2 separate regions of the Danio rerio genome follow, and region 2 is linked to region 1. Evidence: chromatin contacts called from public Micro-C data. All regions are on one chromosome and are shown on one strand. Each heading gives the region's core, a stretch centred on a gene start, on an enhancer-like site or on the middle of the called end of the contact. The rest is flanking DNA. Distances are from core to core; before and after follow the strand shown. Region 1 holds the start of zmp:0000000881. Region 2 overlaps thsd7ab (thrombospondin, type I, domain containing 7Ab).

What was found. Hi-C and Micro-C count contacts between places; a contact is called where the count stands out from the background.
Region 2: a contact with region 1 is called in a Micro-C map of caudal fin, with 11 times the contacts expected there. The contact joins the enhancer-like site here to the promoter of zmp:0000000881 in region 1. A contact is called at or near these places in 3 of 18 Hi-C or Micro-C datasets (caudal fin, embryo and an unstated tissue).

The regions. Positions count from the first base shown.
Region 1 is chr16:51,307,893-51,310,924 of GRCz12tu, reverse strand. It overlaps zmp:0000000881, which reads left to right and starts at 1,335. Exons shown (of 5, transcript XM_002665035.8): 1 at 1,335-1,386.
Region 2 is chr16:51,652,733-51,655,510 of GRCz12tu, reverse strand. It overlaps thsd7ab (thrombospondin, type I, domain containing 7Ab), which reads right to left. Exons shown (of 29, transcript NM_001423204.1): 27 at 1,171-1,384. Among named protein-coding and RNA genes, the nearest start is that of ica1, 36 kb to the left of the region's middle. Within about 2 kb of position 1,385, at least 6 of the 62 cell types and tissues checked have an H3K27ac peak or open chromatin away from gene starts, as enhancers often do. A contact at or near this core is called in caudal fin, where this site is marked.

The sequences.
Region 1 (3,032 bases), core at 86-2,585:
ATCCGTGCATTTAAAAACAATATTGGTTGGTTATAGCTAAGTGGGTGGGTCAATCGGTGCATTTAAAAACACTATTGGTTGGATATAGGGAAATAAATGGGCGGGTCAATCTGTGCATTTAAAAACACCATTGGTTGGGTATAGGGAAGTGGATGGGCGGGTTAATCGGTGCATTTAAAAACACTATTGGTTGGGTATAGGAAAGTGGGTGGGTTGGTTAATCGGTGCATTTAAAAACACTATTGGTTGGGTATAGGGACGTGGGTGGGTTGGTTAATGGGTGCATTTAAAAACACTATTGGTTGGGTATAGGGACGTGGGTGGGTTGGTTAATGGGTGCATTTAAAAACACTATTGGTTGGGTATAGGGACGTGGGTGGGTGGGTTAATCGGTGCATTTAAAAACACTATTGGTTGGTTATAGCGAAGTGGGTGGTTCAGTCGGTGCATTTAAAAACACTATGGCATGCGTATAGGGAAGTGGATGGGTCAGTGGGTCAATCGGTGCATTTAAAAACACTATTGGTTGGGTGTAGGGAAGTGGGTGGATGGGTCAATCGGTTCTTTTTCAAACACTATCGGTTAAGTATAGGGAAGGAGAAGGGTGGTTCAGTCAAACAGTGAGTGAGTCAGTCAGTCAGTCGACAGCAGCCTCTAGTGGATTTACGCAAGAACAGCAGGTGCAAATGGCATTTACGAGAAAAATTTGTGATCTCAAAAAGCGTACACAGCAGCTTCTGGTGGATTTGCAAAACAAAAACTGCAAAAAAAAAAAAGTACCTCATTGGAGGTATTTGGCACTCTCCAGAACTGTATATTGGGGTGCGTTTTCAGAATGAGCCTGGGTTAAAAAAAAAAAAAAAAACAGCATAAATATTCCTACTGTCACAGTTTGGAGATGATCTCTGAGTATTCTCTGCCCTTGCATAACATCGTCTTGTTCTGACATGTCAGTCTTGCTGCTTCTTTTTCCAAGATGATGCAACGTTTAGTTCAACCATAAAAAACTATTGTAACAAGTTTACAGAAATCCCTTGTGTACGAACAAATAAATGAGGAAATACAGGAGAAATACAGTCACCTTTCTCCTTTGAATTTAAAAATGCCTTTGCTAAATATACTATCTCGTCTTAAAGAGGAAACCGGGAATTTCTCTTAATACTCACCATATTCATCACTCAGGATTTATATAACATTTCTTCAGAAAGTTAACATTGTTTGTCAGCTACTTTAATACCTTATCTGACTGGCTGTGCATCTCCAGCTGTCCTTTCAGTGTTGAAATGAGGGTGTGGTGAAAGAAGGAAGGTAATTAGCAGGAAAACTTCTCTTCCAGCTTTATTTGAGCACATCTGCTGCCATCAGGATCACAACCTACAAAAACAGGTAAGAAAACATAGTAACTAGTGAACCAAACTCTACTTATTTTGTTGTGCTATGGAGGACAGTGATTTTAACATAATTCTGATAACGCTGACATGGTTGTCATTAGAGTTTCTTGTGTTTTATGTGAGGTTTAAGCTTTAGCAGAACCTCTTACTTTGTATGTAATTGTCATATTATGAGAAAATCATAACACTATAAGAGGCTGAAACATGCTAAAACTACTTTATGTCCAGTTTGGGTTGAGTAGAAATTGCGCCATCGAAAATTCATCCTTTAACTTTAGTGTAAATGACTTAAATTTATTCATGTGTATGAAAGAGTGATTATAATCCAGATCCAGTCTGACTGCATTTTCCTATTAGCAAGTACATGCAGGCTTAATTCAAGCAGGTTTTTGCCTAAAGGCATTCTTGAAAATATCTGTGTGTCAACAGATTTGTGCTAATGACTGTTTTAGCTGTAAAATCAAGTTTTTCTACAACATATCTGAAGGTTAGCGTTCATCTTTATGATCTGGTAGAGGAATGTCTGGTAGTTTAAAGAAACACTGTAGGCTTTTATGGCTTTATGACTATTTCGAAAAATATGTTCACGAGTTAACATGAGCAGAGGATTTCCTGTAAACACACCTGATGATGGCCCATTTTAGTAGCAGGGGGTGGAAAGAGTACTGAAAATTATACTTAAAAAAAGTACCATTACTTGGAAAAAAATATATAGTACAAGAGAAAATAAATCTGTTCTAATTACACTGAATGCTCGAGTGGTTCTTACGTTGTGAATGTTATTCCACCTCATATCCTGCAAATAAAAAAAAATAATTAACTTACATTAGTGTCCTTACATTTCTTTCTAAATCAAAATTACAGTATTTGACAGTCATGGACCATAAATAAATAAAATAAAAAAATGTGTGACTAATTTAACTTGAGAACACATTTTATTGATAGAATATATGAAAATGTAACATTCTGTAGTGCATTCTTCATCTTCTCATCAGTGACGTCAGTCTAAACTGTCTCTTGGTTGTTGTGTGTAATGATTTTGTGCCTTTTTGGACACTTTTAATGCTTTCACACTCACTGAAAAAAATGATTAATTGAATTTACTATTATTTTAGGTAAGTGGTTACAAACTATTTATATGGGCTGTATTTAGACAAATTAGGTTAAACATTATTATATTGCATTTGTTTGTCTAAATTCAGCCCATATGAATTGTTTGCAACCACTTACCTTAAACAATTTAGTAAGCCAATTTAGTAATTTAGTGATGGATGGATGGATGGAAGGAGGGATGGATGGATACAATATTTTAGGAGGATGGATAGATGGATATATGTATAGATGGATGGATGGATACAATATTCAGATGTATGGATGGAAAGATGGATATATGTATGGATGGATGGGTATATGAATGGATGGATGGATAGATGGATGTGATATTTAGATGGATGGATGGATGGATGGATGGATGGATGGATGGATGGATGGATGGATGGATGGATGGATGGATGGATTGATGGATACAATATTTAGATGTATAGATGGATGGATGGATGGAAAGATGGATATATGTATGGATGGATGGGTATATGAATGGATGGATGGATATGATATTTAGATAGATGGATGGATGGATGG
Region 2 (2,778 bases), core at 136-2,635, 340 kb before region 1:
TTCTGCAAAAACAGCCAAAAGCAATAAAAATAAATATTCCAATTGGGTTTTCCTGGAGGGAACCAGGATGAAACTAAATACTGAGCTGGCCTACAAACATATTTAATCCAGTGGTAGAAACCGCCATGTGCCACCTAAGCAGAGGGAAGCTTTAATGAAAACAAAAATGCTATTCAAGTTTGAAAGCCAGATTTGGTCTGTTGTTCGCTCCAGTTTCTTTCACCCGAGGCAACTGGCCGAAATTAAGCACATTTTATCACACAAGCACTTTGAAACAGTAAACCATGCCTTTGTAACCACCCACCTGGACTACTGTAATGCAATTCACATTGGGGTGAGTCAGTCCTCTATTTCTCGACTGCAACTTTGGTCAACTGTGTTGTTTTAAAGTGCAATATAAATAAAACTGAATTGGAAAATAATTTAAGTGAAATTCACAATTATTCGCCCTTCTGTGAATTCATTTGTCTTTTTAAAAATATTTCCAAAATGATTATTAATAGAGCAGGGAATTATTCACAGTATTTCCTTTAATATTTTTTCTCCTTATTTGTTTTATTTTGGCTAGAATAAAAGCAGTTTTAAATTTTGTAAAAACTATTTTATATTCAATATTATTATTATTATACTATTATGTTATTATATCGTTCTCTGTTTTGATTATATATTTTTATTTAGCTTTTTCAAAAGTTAACAATACAGAACATCAAAACAAAGCAGCAAACAGACTAAAGTAAATCATACACAGTATAAAAAATAAGTAAAATACAAATAAATAAATAAAAAAGGGTGGAGATAATAGGTAATAATAATAGGAGTATAAAACCAGTGGAAAAGAACTATCTTGTCAAATTTAAATCAAGTGGTACTGTTTTAAATTTATTCCAAAATTGATTCCAAATCTTTTTAAATAATTCACCCTTTCCTCTCAAAGAATATGTGATCTTCTCCAATGGGATACAGTTGCAAACTTCTGAGATCCACAGTCCAATTGGTACATCAATGTCTGTTTTCCATTTTAAAGCAATGCATTTTTTTTTAGCTATTGTCAGCAATATTTCAGTGAGTTTAATAGCATATTTATGCTGGAGGTTACAATTTGTAAACTATTCTCTGTTAAACAGAAATCGGGGAAACGTGTATTTGCTAACAGAAGTGAAACACGTTTACCTGCTCCAAAAGGCTGTAAGTACCACGTGCGTCCGACGCGTCCAGGCTGTACAGTGGTGGGCAGGGTGGGATTGATAGCCCGGCTGGTCTTCACATCAGCCTTCTTGTCTCCAGCAGTGGGGATTTCCAGCACAGGAATGGGTGCGCACTGCTCCAGCGCTCCCTCGGTGGTGAGCACTTCAGTAAAGCCCTCCTCGCACATACACACGGCCTCCTGCAGAGGGCAGCAGAGGAACACAAACACACATCATTCAATCTGCATCCGCTTCTGACCCAATTCACAGCTTATGGAGCCTTTTTATATAAAGCGTGATGACACATTTACACTGTTATCAACTTCACACATTTATAACACTATACTGAGTTTTATTACCTTGCCATTAAGTTACTGAAAATCGTGTCAGTGCTGCTGATGTATTATGCAATAGCTAATGGAGAACATTTGTCTTTCTCTCTTCAGGCTAATGTTATTAAGTTATACATTTTTCCTTTTTTGGAAAGACCCAGAAACACTAATGTAGTAATTATATTATATTATATTATATTATATTATATTATATTATATTATATTATATTATATTATGTTATATTATATTATATTATATTATATTATATTATATTATATTATATTATATTATATTGTATTATGTTATATTATATTATGTTATATTTCATTATGTTATATTATATTATTTTATATATTATATTATATTATATTATGTTATATTTTATTATGTTATATTTTATTATGTTATATTATATTATATTATGTTATATTTTATTATGTTATATTATATTATATTATGTTATATTTTATATTATATTATATTATGTTATATTTTATTATGTTATATTTTATTATATTATATTATATTATATTATATTATATTATATTATATTATATTTTATTACGTTATATTATATTATATTATATTATATTATATTATATTGTATTATATTGTATTGTATTATATTATATTATATTATATTATATTTTATTATGTTATATTGTATTATATTATATTATATTTATTTTTGGCATTAAGACAAATGATGATGCAAGAAAAATGGGTCATTATCACTATAAAGTGCTTTTGATGTCCCACAAGTTTGAGTCAGTCCTATATGAACACAATGCCAAATAATGAAATTCTTGTGACCTTTACACACATGCAGGTAGAATTATAAATGTTTTGAAATATGTTGTCAATTTTAGCCGTATTCTTTCATTGAATGGATGTGATTTTGCCATGACCCACGCACTGCTCAGCCAACTTCAGTGAGTCTAAAAAGCAAGTCAATCGAATAAAATGAAAAATATTTTAAATATTCTTATTGTCTTTAAGTTATTTGATCAAATAAGTCATTTTGATAACTTTTATTTTGTTTTCATAATATTATTTATCATTTTGCACGTGTCCTTGAAATTGTTGTCCCCCCTGTCATGATGTGGTAAATGCAGAGATGCATGGATGCAGTCCTCCAAGCTCATGGTGAGTCATACATAATGTTCATTCTTTTTCCACTGCACCATGACTTATATTTTATATTGTACATTATTTCTGTTCAGTGACAAGACTTTTTTCTGAGCGAAGTCAGACCTTACTT